Linked DNA regions of Cricetulus griseus: region 2 is linked to region 1. Evidence: chromatin contacts called from public Hi-C data. All regions are on one chromosome and are shown on one strand. The core of a region is the stretch at or near the end of the contact, and the rest is flanking DNA. Distances in the headings are between cores, read along the strand shown.

Region 1 (7,464 bases), core at 4,927-7,426:
CATCCCTTATGAGATCTGGTGCCCTCTTCTGATATGCAGATATGCATGGAAGCAGAATGTTGTATAAAATCTTAAAAAAAAAAAGAAATGGTGGTGTATCCATAGAAAGAAATGCTCCTTAATAATGAACAGGAACGGGTTACTCATACACACTGCAATGCGGATATCAAAACAATTAGAATGAACAAATCCAGTCAGAACTGAGAATACACTGTATGCTCTTATCCACATAACTGTATAAAATGAAAACAGGTGGCTGAGAAGAGCAGTATGGCGATCTCAAAGGGTTGTAAGGAAATGGACAGGATGATAGATGCGCTCATCATCTTGATTGTGGTGATGGTGTCTGAGGTTTATAAATCAAAACTCATTTGGTTTTACACCTGAAATATGTGCAGTCTGTTGCATGTCAAGAGTGTTTCCATGGAATTGCTGAAGGCAAAGGCTTGTGGTAAAGGTGTATCTATGTGACCAGAAGCAAAATTCTTGAGTTCTCTATGTCTGTGCTCCTTTGGGGGTCAAAACAGGGCAATCAAACATGTACTCCACAAGACTTTCGGGTGCATCTCTGGGCACAGGGCTGCCTGCATCCATGGTGAACACATCATCTTGTCTCTCCTGCAACAGATTTAATTTTCCTCATTTCCTCAGCAAGATGCCTGTATTCTCTCTCTCTCTGTTCTACACCCACCTTCAGAAATCAAAGGGTACATTTTTTCCCCCTGAAGCCAAAATCTCATACGGAAATAAGGGAGTACTCCTGGGATCTGGGCACGCCTACCACTAAGGGATGCAAATATTTGAGCCATGTGACTTATGTGTGGCTCCTCACCCTCATATTCACCACGATAAAAGTTATAAAAAGAAAAGTTTTGAAAAAGAAAGACCCTATTCTTTAGGGTCAGGCCATCGATCAGATCTTGGCTCGTCACTTCCTACCTTGGGCAGCCTCTTTTAATTTTGCCATACCTGATGGTTCATCTTGGCTGTCAACTTGACTACATCTGTGATCAACTAAACCAAGTTGCTCCTGTGAGGGATGTTTTTAACCAGATTATTTGAAGCAGGAATGGTGGGGAAAGTACTTCTGTGTATGTTTATCTTATTGATTGTTGAATAAAATACTGTTTGGCCAATGAGACAGCAAGTTAGACAGGACTAGGAGTCAAAGAGGATTCTGGAAAATGTAGTAGAGAAGTGGTGATCCAGGCAGGAAGTGACATAGCAAGGAGACTCATATTTAAAGAAGGAGAAACAGGAAGTGTCGCTCTTTTCCCCTCCCCTCCTGCTCCAGTGGCACAATGTGATCCACCGGCAAGGAGGGATGCCAATAAGGCGTCTGATAAGATAAGTCTTATAAAATATATAGGTTTATGACAGTTAAGACTGAGCTAGCAGATGAGAATCCTAGTCATTGGCCAAGCAGCTTTGAACCTAATACAAGTTTCTGTGTATTCATTTGGGCCTAACTCGGGTGGGCGGCTGATGTAAAACGCACATGTGGCAGTGGGGCTCAGGTGGCTTTTGGTGGGAAGATTTATTGTAACACAGGAAGATCTACCTTAAGTCTAGGCCATGCCTTTTAGTGACATTCTAGATAGAAAGACCTGGAAGGGGGAGACTTTGCTTTTTGCCTGCTTGCCCTCATTCTTGAAGGCAAGTGTCTATCCTCCTGTTGCTGTGGCTGGTATTAAATCCAGCATCACCAGGACGCCAGTGTTGACTGAAGAAGGTCTTCTCTCCAGGAATCTCCAGGACTCTAGTGCTAGATGAAGACAACTGAGGCATCCAGACTCATGGTCTGAACACCTACTGGATTCTCGGCCTTTCTGACTTGAGATAGCCATTGTTGGACTACCTGAAGCACATACTGTAAGCTAGTCTGGTAAACCTCATTTTGATATATGCATTACATAATATACAGGGAAGAAGCAGAGGAAATAATTACTAAAGGGTTTCTTAGCCTATGGTCATACTTGCACTTGCACCTGGACCCAGATGGAGACCCCTATCTGTTACCCTCCGATGTTAGCCCACCTCTGTATGTGTGGCAGAGGGGCAGCTAGATACCAGGTGTCTTGGCTTCCAGTCTGGTGTTCCTGCCACTGGGTAAGGGTGTTATTTTTATCAGGGTACTTCAAATAGGAATCCATACCTACACACAAAAACATACCAAGGGAAACCCCCTTTGGGTCCACATCAATGCTGTTAATGGCCCTCCCAGCCCCCAGTGAGACACGGGTCTCGCCACTGGTGCACTTTCTGCTGTCCCAGACTTGTTGCAGATCTCTGTGGTGGGTAGCCCTGGGGCTGGACTAGAGACTAAAAGCTACTGAAATGGAGGCTCTCAACCACAAGATGGCGCTGGACTCTCTTCTTTCAGAAGTGTAAAGTTGGTCAAACGGGAAGCTAAAACAGCATGTCAGATGATAAAGTAGTTATTTTTCAAAAGTTGTCTCCCTCACTCCTGAAATAGTAAGGATATGTCAGAAAGCTCTGCTTGGGATGAGAACTGAAGGGTGGAGGAAGACGAGTGTGCAGACCTTTTAGAGTGTCTAGGAAGAGGCACAGCCTGCCTGCTTGGTGTCTATCTTGTGGTCTTTGCTGGCACACAGTCAGATCTTCTAACTCCAACATGATCAGGGAACATCCGAGCCCTGATGAGGCTTCAGTTCCTGAATTCCTTGCCAGATGTGTTAGCTCCCATCTGTAATCCCAGCACACAGAGGATCACTGTGATTTTGAGGTCATTATGGGCTACAGAGTAAAGACTCTGTCTCAACAAAACAAAACAAACCCCTTCTTTGTCTATCATGAAAATTAGAATATAATCCTTATTCCTTCCTCTGCATCAAAGACACACATTTACATTTCTCTCCGAGTTCTTTGCTTTAGCATACACATACACCACCTGTCTCCTGTGGCTGTGCCAGTACTGGGATTAGGAGAGGACTTTAATCTACACCCTTTCTCAGATACACCCAGGCCCAGGCAGAAGTGACTCTGCCAGTCCTCAGAGCCAAGGCTCCCTGTTGCCTTCTGCTGGTGGGGTGTTCATTTTCTTTCCAGGTCCTTCCTCCTCATTTGCATAAAGTGGATTAGGAAACCCAGAGCATATGTAATGGATACCTGGTAAATTTCATTTTGCAAGCATGAGGTATTCAGAAGCCCAGTGCTCAAGTTAGGTGGCATCATCTTTCCCCAGAAACTGCAAAATGTGGTAGATTCCTGCATAAACGGTTGGAGGTAATGCACCCAGAAATGGGGTCGTTAAAAATGATTCCTAATAAATGAATGGGTTGAGGAGTGGGGACTAGGGTGAGAAAAAAAATGTCCTCAGAGAGACATACTGACTGGAAATGACAAACTAACTACAAGCCACCTACGGGGACCACAGCAGCTTTTGTGCTGTTAGAGAGAGGACCACAGAGTGTGATGGGTGGGGCAGAAACAGCTGCAAGATCAGAGTATGTTGTATTTCCCACCAAAGGGCCGAGCTCCTGGAGATTTCAGGGAAGTCCATTCAAAATGTACATAGATCCTTCTAGGGAGGGGAGACAGATTTAGAAGGGCATTCCTGCACTCCGGATGATGGTAAAATACATACCTAGGAACATCGGGGAGACCCACACAAAAGGGGATTACTAAATAGCAACTACCATGTGGCAAGTGGGCAAGGGACAAAGCTCAGAAGGAGAGCAGTAGTGGTCAAGCTCTGTCTTCAGTCCCCAACACACACACACACACACACACACACACACACACGTGTGATTTCCAAGTTTCTGGCTTAAAGGAAAAAAGGGACAATGGCTTCACCAGCTGATAGGGAGACTCCCAGGAGGAGCTAGTTCAGAAGTCAATGTCGTGATGCTGATATGGAGTACCTGAGTACGAGAGGCGGAGGTGACTAGGGGGTTATTCAAGGCTGGGGACTGGGGTGGGATGATTGGTTCCATCTGTTTTGGGAGACAGCACCAGGTAGGTGTAGTTTGAACCAGGAATGTGGATGAGATGGTTCTGGATGGATGCAGAAGCAGGGGTAGCAGGTAAACAAGAAATAGGGTTGGGACAGTTGGGTGGATACCTTCAGGATCTGTATAAGGAGAAGGTGGGCAGAGTGATGAGGTAGGACTGGACGGAGGGCAAGAGTCTTTTATATTCTTGTGTTTCACTTGTGTGCTGGTTTAGAAAAGGAAAGCTTTTGTCACATTTATGGACTGAGAGGAGGGAGTGAGTACAGGGTTGAAAGGATATGACCCTGGTGGCACACACATTTAGCCCCAGCACTCGGGAGGCAGAGGCAAGGCAGATCTCTGTGAGTTCAAGCCTGGTCTACAGAGGGAGTTCCAGGCCAGCCAGGACTACACAGAGAAAAGAAAGGGGGAGGGGGAGGAAAGAAAAGACAGGAAATAAAAGGAAGGGATGTGGTCCTAAGGGTAGGAAGAGAGGCTGGCAATGAGTGAGTTGTGATTGGCAGGCGTGTGTGCGATGTCATCTGAGAGCAGAGGATGGGTGAGTGGCTGGAGACAACTTCTAAGGCGAGAGAGTGAGGGGCTGGGGAGATGACTGAGCGGTTAGGAGCACTGGCTGCTCTTACAGAGGACACTGGTTCGCTTCCCACCAGGTGATTCATAACTGTCTATTAACTTCAGCTCCAGAGGATCTGGCACACTCTTCTGGCCTCGTGGGCACTCCATGAATATGGCAGATTTGCATATATGTAAGCAAAACACACACATAAAATAAGAACAAATGAGTCTCAAGGTGAGAGAGTAAGATGTTAACTCAAAGCAACAAAGCAGTGGTAGAAAGATTGGAGGCTAAGTGTTCAGAGGACTGTCATCTGGTAGATGGCAGCATGAGCACTGAAGAAAGGCAGACTCTGGTACCAGGGGGCCCATTCGGCATGGGGCAAACTGTCTGATCTTCCTTGAGGCTCGGTTTCTCTTGTAAAATGAAGATAGTAAAAGAGTCACCCTCATAGAAGGGCTTCAAGGGTCAGTAGTTTCTACTCGATGAATTGTGACTGGTTGGGTGGAGGGTGGTGTGGTCCAGCAGGAGACCAAGGCTTTAGACCTACCAGAGAAGTCCATGGGTGGCAGCTCTTGGGTTGAGTGTCTTTCCTCTGCTCCTCACAGGAACAAAGATGACTTGAGGGTTGTGCACATAGCTTACTTTGTTTTGTGCTTCTAGCATCCAGCCTGGTACTGGCCTTACAGGAGGCCTTTAGCTTCGTGTTAGGTGACTGGCTGAGTGAACTGCACACAGCCACCATCTACCCCTCCAGACTTCCTGCTCACAACTCCTCACTGCAAGGACACCACACTTACCTTTTCTGACTTCACAACCCAGTAGTCACCAGACAGAAGAATGGTCACTCCTTGAAATGGATTTTGGGAATATAAAGGCTCTGTGTGCTTTATTTAGCTCGAGGTACAGCTGGTTCAGGTGTGTTGCTTAGGAAACCTTAAGGAACGCTTTCATTCTGTGACTGACTGCAGGTTAGGAAGCTGAGCACGGTCTGGACGGTGAGTGAGCCACACCGGAACCCAGGGGGACAGGGAAGGGGCCAGCCATGTAGCAGAGCCATCTCTGTCATTTCTCAGAAGTGGCTTTGGGTGTTCCAGCTAGGTACATACCTGTGTGGGAAAAGAAAAGAAGCCACGGTATGAATACTACACTACCAATGCACACCTTCCACACCAGGGAAGCAAGGAATCCACAGCCGATATGACCTCCTCGGCTAGTCCCAGTGTTGGTGGGAGCCATTGTGGCGTTCAGGCAGCCTTTCCAAGCCTATCATTTTCCCCCTGGAGTTGCTCTTGTGAACCACTCTCTTTGACCACCAGAGGTCAGGCTGCAGTCGGGAACAGGCAGGATCCAGCTCCAACTGAAGCCACCCCACCCACTCTGAACCCATTTAATGTTCCAGAAGACCATTCCCCTTTCCCACAGACTATGCTTGGGAGTCACTCATCTGCCAATCAAGGAGGTGAGGGAGATAGATGTTCTAGAAGCCAATCCCTTGTCTTGCTCACTGTTCTGAAACACTGGACGGAACCAGAAATCTGTATGCCATGCCATCTCTGCCTGTGGTTTTGTTCATCATTCCTGAACAGCTAGTGAACACCCACCCGGGGCTGCCTCCATGCTGAGCCTTTGACTGGAGCCATGCCAAGGAAGGAATCATTCTTCCCCCAGGCCTGTAAACCACAGAATGTGAGGCTCCTGGAACATCTGAAGATGTACAGTTGCATTTAGTCAGAATAACACCCTGTCTGGGATGAAAGAGAATTCTCACTGTCCTGTGTAGAATGAAGACCACTGGAGGTCCACCCTCCCCTGGTGCTTGTAGCGGTGTTCCTTCTGGTTGCTTCTGAGAGCTGATTTCTTCATTTCATCCGGTTTGATGTGCTTCCATCTTCCCCAATGCTGAGCAAAAGCTTCTTGCATTGTGATGTGGCTAAGCTGTCTGCTTAGGATAATCCTTGCTTGTTGTCCTTATTCGTTAAAATGTAATCCACAACGTGAACAGCTCAGTACATCAGCAGCTTCCAAGGATGGAGTTGGAGAAAAATTAACACCAAGTAGGCAAAAATCCATCCTAAGATCGGTCTCACTCCGTAAAAAAAATAAAATGTAATTTAGGATGAATTCAAGTTTTCTTCTGTAGTTGAATGTTATTATATTCACTTACCTAAGGCCATCACTTGTCATCTGTTTTACATAGCTGATCTAGAGGCTGGGTGGTATTGTGCACCTGGTATAGCAGGTTTCCAAGAGGGGTCAGAAGGATGGGTGGGTGTATCACTGCTCTTGGGCTGCACCCCTGAGAGGTTGGGATTAGTATTTCCGTTAGTAAGCTTTCTCAGAGCCTATACTGTGACTTAAGAGGAGACCATCAAAGAATAACAAACAGGTTAGTGAAGGGGAATTGGTGGTTAGGACAGGTACTACCGAAAAATCTCTACAGGGTAGGGACATGATAGAAGTCACCTTTAGAATTGATGGGCAAAGAGAACTGTCACGAACTAAGACCAGGAGAGATGATCAGGACAAGGATGTCCCAAGAGGCGACATATTTGTGACCTACCCTACTCATCTGGCTCCCTGACACCTGGCTACAGAACTTCCACTTGTTGCTAAGCTCAGTATTAATTGCATCCTTTCCTTCGACAGGCCCAGCGCTAACCAGGTCTTTAGGATGTCACCACAAACAGGAGCTGGGTGGGTGGGGAATGGTCCTGTACCTGTGTGTACAACCTCCTGAAATTTTTTAAGAATAAAGAAAGCTCTGTTAATCTTCACCATCTAATAAGTCCACCACTTCACCCTCCCTGTTGATCCCCACCCCTCCCTTTTCACGCCATCTCTCCCTGGAGATGCCTGGGATGAAAGATGGCAATGACCTACAGGAAAACCCCGCCCCGGCATCCGTGCCTCCTGCTGCACCAATCACAGACC
Region 2 (7,390 bases), core at 2,910-5,409, 450 kb after region 1:
TGAAAATCAGGATGGGGGTTTCACAGAAAAACTGAAAATAAAACTACCATTTGTGTGGCAGCCCACAGAATTGACTCCATTCCATTTTCACTAAAGGTCAGGGAGTTTTTAACCTGCCCTTGTTCTTACAAGGTGAAACCACAAGGATGTCTGCCCTAAGACGTGAGTGCAACAGGATGCTTGGCCTAAGATGTGGTCTCTGCATGTCCTGCCTAAACAACAGAATGTAGTTACTTGATATTTTGGGTACTGAAGAGGCAATTACTCTGTTTGTTCCTTGTATCATTGGAAAGGAAGTCTTTTGCCTTCTCCCCTCTTTTGATGGGGATATAAAAGATCTTTGAACAATAAACTTGGGCTGATCCTGGTGTTCACCAGGTGTCCTCCTGTCTCTATCTCCTGTCTCTTGCCTTTTCCTTTCCTCAATCCACACTCCTCCTCTCAGGTATGGACCCAACAGATGATGCCCCCTCAATGTGGGTTCCTACACCTTTGAACCAGCTGTACCACTTTTTGTTGTATACCCAAAGGACTCTATACCCTACTCGAGATACCTGTATGCATGTTCATTGCTGACCACTGACCACAGCTAAGAAATGGAAGCAAGTGAGAAGTCTATCAGCTGATGAACAGAGAATGGAATGTGGTTACTGCACACAATGGAATTTTATTCGGCCATGAAGAAACATGAAGTTTACGAGGAGATAGACGACACTGGAAAAATGTACACTGAATGACAGAACTTAGACCCAGGTCAAATGCCACATGGTCTGTCTCATAGGCATATGCCAGTTGCAGTTTTATCTTGTGGGGCACCTTCAACACTTTAAAATGAGTCAATATTAAAACAGAAAGAGAAAAATAAAAGCAAAAACTTACTATGCCTCCGCTCCTTCCCATTTACTCTGAAATTTGAACCCCTCCCACCCCCATGGGCAAAGCAGCATACCTGGCACTGACAAATACTTAATTCTGACCTCATGTGGTGAGGAAAAGACACTATACAACAGTGGTCTCTACTCATCTTCCTGCCGGGGCTGTTAATCACATTATCTGGATGAATGGATCCTTTAAATGGAATTCCTCTCACCCCAGTGAGAAGTCATTCCAGGAGGACACTCTTTGGACTTTGTTTGGGGTTTTCTGAAGCTAAACAAGGACATCATGATTCCTAGGCAACTTTGGACTCTGAATGTAGAGCCTCCGGAAAGGTAAAATGCCTCATAATTCTAACGGTTCTACTCTGGCAGTCATCACCGTGTTAGGATTTGTTCACCTGCATCCAGCAGCTGAATTTCAGAAACACATCCTGGAGCCAAGGACAGGACTTGGTTTCAGTGCAGTTATTCAGTAGAGCACTGAGGCTATGCTTCTAAAGCTCCATCTGATCCTAATGGTTTTACAATGGAACAGACAGGCATAATGTCTCATAGCTGTGGGTTCAGTCTGGGTAACAATCTTTTATAAATACACAGCCTGAAGGCAAATTTCTCTAGCTTTAAAAATTATTGCTGCAATGGTTTACTGTCCTTGAGGAACAAACACCAGAACATCTTCTGTGGCCAGAGGCAATGAACAGACACCATGAAGTCCTCTGGCATTTTCTATATACTACGAGAAAGCACACTGGCAAAGTATAAAAGAGGAAAGCGGGAAATTTAAAGGCAATTCCATGAAATTTGGTGAATATATAAAAGTGTCATCTCAAATCAGTGGGACAAAGATGACTTTTTTTTTAGATGGTTCTCACTATATAGGTCTGCCTGGCCTGTAACTCAGGATAACCTTGGATTCACTCACAGGGATCCTGCCTGCTGCCTTCTGAATATGGGGATCAAGGTTAGACACCAGCAGGCCTGGCCTAAAGACCAATTTTAAGTAAGGCTATTGTCTTAGGGAGAGAAGGGTTTATTAGGCTCATACTTCCACATTGCAGTTCATAATGGAAGGAAGTCAAGACAGAACTCAAACAGGGCAGGAACCTGGAGGCAGGACCTGATGCAGAGGCCATGGATGGGTGCTGCTTACTGGCTTGCTCCCCATGGATTTCACAGCCTGCTTTCTTATGGAACTCAGGACCACTTGCCCAGGGGTGGAATTACCCACAATAGGCTGGGCCCTCCCCAATGAATCACTAATTAAGAAAATGCCTTACAGCTGGATCTTATAGAGGCATTTTCTCAATTGAGGTTCTCTCCTTTCAGATAACTCTAGTTTGTGTGTCAAATTGACATAAAACTAGCCAGCACAGGAATCAAGACAAACAAGAGGCCATTGGAAAAAAAGATAAAAGTACATCTATGTTTCATGCCACTCAAAAGAATAAAGTCCAAGTATATCAGAGATTTAAGTGTAACAAATAAAATTATGCAAAACAGTCAAAAGAAAACAAGAATTTCTCCAATCTCAGAGACTAAGATATAAAATACAAAAGATAAGTTGACCACACAAAATAAGATATAGTGGAGAGAAAGGAAATAAGTCAGATATAAGCAGGCAAAAGACAACTGATAAATATGGTATATATAATTATATGACACACATCCCTCCTAAGTAAAGAGTTTTTGAACTCCAGCAGAGAAAAAGCAATAGATGAATCATTCCAAGATATGTTGATGGCTTTAAATACATGAAAATAAGGATAGGCAGAAATGTAAACTGAAACAACACTACAGTGCTATCTCTTACTTATTGGGTGGCATATATATTACAGTGAAAACTGTAAGACTCTGAATAAAAAAACTGAAGGAGACATTAAAGGATGGAAAGCCCCACCACACTCATGAATAGGCAGGATTAATATCGTGAACACCTTTACCAAAAGCAGTCTACAGTCTCAATGCAAGTTCTATAAAAAGCCAATGACATTCTTCACAGAAGTAAGAAATAAGCCTAAAACCCATGTGGAAGCTTCAAAGACTCCAAATAGAGCAGGAAGAATAATGCTGGAAAATCACAGGATCCAATATCAGATTATGTATAGACCCTTAATACCATAATAAACAAGCAGGCATGACAGGCGGCTAGAATAAGAGACCTAGAAATAAATGCACACACCTGCAGTCAGCCGTAGTAGCCTACAGCCACATGCAGCCATCTGTAGCCACCTGCAGCCATCCACGCACAGCTACCCACAGCTATCTACAGCCACCTACAGCTACCTACAGCCACCTGCAGCCAGCTACAGCTACCTACAGCCACCTGCAGCCAGCTACAGCCAGCTACCTGCAGCTGCCTATGACCACCTACAGCTACCTATAGCTATCTGTAGCCACCTACAGCTACCTATAGCTATCTACAGCCACCTGCAGCCACCTACAGCCATCTGCAGTCAGCTTCCTACAGCGGCCAACAGTCACCTGCAGCCACCTACAGCTACCTGAAGCTTCCTACAGCCATATGCAGCCAGCTACCTGCAGCTGCCTACAGCTGCCTATAGCCACCTACAGCTATCTGTAGCCACCTATAGCCACCTACAGCTACCTACAGCCACCTGCAGCCAGCTACCTGCAGCTGCCTGCAGCCAGCTACCTGCAGCTGCCTGCAGCCACCTACAGTCAACCACCTGCAATCAGCTTCCTGCAGCTGCCAACAGCCACCTGCAGCCACCTATGCTTTGACAAAAGGTCAAAAGGATACATTAAAAGAGCAGCTTCCTTTAACTAATGGTGTTGGGGAGCTGGCAATCCATCCCAGAAGAAGGAAATGAGATCTCTCACACTTGGCACAAAAATCAATTCTAAATAGATGAAAGGAATAATTTTAAGACCCATATTTCTCTCAGCATTATCACCACCCAAACCCCACCGGACTAGCTCCTAAAGCTCTGCTGGCAGCAATCTAGGAGTCCTTTAGCCTGCAGCTGCAAACTCTTCCGCATTCCTCTTAGAAACCAGTTCCAAGAGCACAGGAGCCTCATGGTCAGGTTATCACAGCAAGGACACCACTTCGCAGTGTCAATCTTCTTCAGGGTCTGCTCCTTTCTCAGAAATTCCTGACAAAAATAACTTAAGAAAGGATTTGTTTTGGTTCACAGTTTGACAGAAACACTCATAGGGAAATCGTGGCAACCGGAGCTTGAGAATCAGTCACATTGCTGGCAGAGCTAGGCAGTCAGGCAGTTAGGCACAACCAGGCAGTCAGGCATATTCAGTCAGGCACAACCAGGCACAGCCAGGCAGAGTCGGGCAGAGAGAGTCAGTCAGGCAGAGTCAGCCAGAATCAGGCACATTTAGGCATAGTCAGAGAGAGTCAGGCAGCAGAGAGATGACTGCTGATGTTCAGCTTGCTTTCTCTATTTTATTCATTCTAGGACCCTAGCTCATGGGTAGGTACCTCCCATGTTCAGGGTGGGTCTTCCCACCACTATAGAAAACTCCTCACAGACATGCTAGAGTCATGTCTCCTAGCTGATTCTAGATCCTAACAAGCTGACCATCAATATGAATCATCACAGCTATTTGCAAGTTTGAGACCCTGTCTCAAATAAACAAGGTGGGGGGAGGGGGTAGGCATGTAATGTCTCTCATACTCAAATAAATGACTCAGATAGGATTTGGAGAAAACTGGTAGTGAAATAAACAGTGGCAAATGAATTTAACTGCGTTATAGGTAAATAATATAGGCACATGAAGGAGAAGAGAGTGATCCAAAGTATTGGGCCTACCATAAAAATGCTTTAAAAAGAACTGTGCATGTGTGAATTGTGCATTTGATCTGCAGCACAGGTGTGTGCTGTTAAGCTGTCTTCTGTGAGGGCCACTGTGAGCTTTGTGTCAGTGTAGCTGGAATGGCTGAGGAAAAGACTTAAAGGGGCAGTTTTGTTTGGACCCGCAGTTTCTGAGATCTCAGTCTAGTTGCTGCTTGGCCCCACAAGCTTGGGAGAACAACAACACAGGGAAGAGAGCATGTCAACAGCTCCAAGAACTGAGATTTTAAATACTACTCTCACAATGGGGGTGGTAAAGCACACTTTTTTGTTTGTTTTCTGATACAGGGTCTCTCTGTGTAACAGTCCTGGCTGTCCTGGAACTCACTCTGTAGACCAGGCTGGCCTCGAACTCACTGAGATCCATCTGCCTCTGACTCCCAAGTGCTGGTACTAAAGTCTTGCACCACCACTGACTAGCCATGAAGTACACACTTAATGCCGGCACTTGGGAGGCAAAAGCAGACAGATCTCTGTAAGTACAAAGCTAGTCTGGTACACACAGTGAGTTCTAGGCTAGCCAGGGTTATATACTACCAAAAAACAAAAAGCATTCTCTAATGAAGAGAATCAAAGTTCATTGGAAAAAGGATTGATTCCAGCTCTAGAGCAGGACAACGTGATACCAGAAAGGAAATGTTCAAAGGAAGGAAAGAAGGAAGGCACTAACTCAGCAAAGGCTGAACACTTTGAGTAACAGCCCACATTACAATCACAGTAGATTCTGCCCATTAGCCCAAATAAATTATCATTTGAACTAATAAATGAGGAAGAAATAATAGAAGTAGATCATCATCAAGCAAATCTCTTGAATAACTGTTACAAATAACTAGCAATGAATGATAAAACTGTGGGCCAAACTATTCTGAGAAAGGAGACAGGTCACTAGTCGTGAAGCTCCCATTGATTATAAAGGGAGACAAGGCCACCTGATAGTACAGAGGTCCAATATACCAGCTCTAAGATATCAAAGGAAGCCCCCCCCCCTGTGTAAGACATTCTGAAAGTAGCTATTCCTGGACATTGCACCTGCAGAAGGGCACAAGTAGATATCTCTGGTATACTTGAAACATTAAAAAAAAAAGTCTAATCTCATTGTAATTGTGAGAAAATGGCATACAGACCCCAGAGGAGGGAGGGTCTATGAAACAACAGACAGTGACCTTGAAAAGCATTAAGGCCATGACACACAGAGAAAGACTGGAGAGTGTTCAGAATGCCAACTAAAATGTTGTAAAACCTTGGTGCTTTACTGGGGAAACTGGTAAAAATCTAAATAAGATTTGTGGGTTAATACTGTGGTATCAATGTTCATTTCCTTATCATTCTGTTGAATACATACTAATATGAGGGGAAACTGATTAAGGATATGGGGGGCTCTTTGTATTATTTTTACAAGTCTACTTTGTGAGCCTATACATATCTCAAAATAACCATAGCCTCAGGGTTGAACCTCCAAAATAGTTCCATTCTTTAGGGGATGGCCACATGGAATACCTTTTTATTATTACTTGACTGAAACCTTCAGACACTGATGTGTAAATCATGTCAGAAGAGTGCTGCAAACATCTCCAGTCAGCAGAATAATGTTTGGTTTAAAGTATCAGAAAATAAAACATAGCCCATTTGTCTCTTTGGCAGATCTGTGGAAAAATGGGAAGATTGTGTGTTTTCTATCTTCCCAGATGTAATTTCCAAGGCTGCAAGTAGTTTCCAAAGCAATTTCCAAAGGCATACTGAATGCTCAGAATTCAGCTGAATCACATTAACTTCACAGCATTTTATGGGTCATCTGTTACCCACCACAAGACATCGTTTTGGTCCACTTTTTGTAGTGCTTGAAGTGACTAGATTTAGTCAACAGGAGGCAGAAGCCAATGCATAAATGTTTCCTGGTCTTGTTTCCCAGGCAAACATATCTGAAAAAAACTGACACTATCCCATTAAAGACTGGGTAGCAGTCACCCACACAAACCAACAACTCCACAATAGGTCTTAATATTTTCCCCTGGGCCTCATTTAGCCCCTTCGGTCTCTCACGTCAGCTTAACAGGATCATTTTCAAATGACCTACTTGCTCACCCTTCTTTGTCTTAGGGGATTGTAGAGAGGGGTCATGGAGGCTCAAGTGAAGAAAAGTATACAGGCTGTCCCTAAAAGACAAGTTATAGATACAGATAAATAAATTCCAATCAGTAGGAGCACTCACTAAACCCACAAAATATCCATTACCATGTCAGTGCCTGGCTATTCTACTTCATTATCAAACTCTCCCAGAGTCTAATGTGGGACTGAGAGCATAGGCCAAGAGGGCTTTCACGGTCATGGAGAGAAAACACAGCAAGTAAATCAAGTTGAATTTTCTTTTATGCCACACAGACAAACACAGATATCAAAAGACACCTTCAGCACTGCTCCCAGCCTTGCTGTGCTCCTATAGAAACCTATCACCAGGTGTCAACAACGATGAAAAATGACATTTTGACCTAGATTCAAAAAGAGGTTTATGTGAAAGACAAGTGTTGCATTTTTTCAAAGATATTCCCCCATATAATATAGTAGATAGTGGGTTTGTTTTTTAAAAAGAGGAGCCCAAGAGAAACACACAGTAGAACCTATCACTTGTCAGGAAACGCAAACTTATTGCTCTTTGAATTTAACAAAACAGCTGCCACACTGAAC

What was found. A called contact is a pair of places that touch in the nucleus more often than the background predicts.
Region 2: a Hi-C map of the CHK-Q cell line shows a contact between it and region 1, with 3 times the contacts expected there. The contact joins two enhancer-like sites. A contact is called at or near these places in 4 of 8 Hi-C or Micro-C datasets (the CHK-Q cell line, the CHL-YN cell line, the CHO-K1 cell line and 1 more).

The regions. Positions count from the first base shown.
Region 1 is chr5:132,462,330-132,469,793 of CriGri-PICRH-1.0, forward strand. No RefSeq gene overlaps it. Among named protein-coding and RNA genes, the nearest start is that of Actr10, 20 kb to the left of the region's middle. Within about 2 kb of position 6,177, at least 2 of the 6 cell types and tissues checked have open chromatin away from gene starts, as enhancers often do.
Region 2 is chr5:132,910,657-132,918,046 of CriGri-PICRH-1.0, forward strand. No RefSeq gene overlaps it. Among named protein-coding and RNA genes, the nearest start is that of Tmx1, 22 kb to the right of the region's middle. Within about 2 kb of position 4,160, at least 1 of the 6 cell types and tissues checked has open chromatin away from gene starts, as enhancers often do.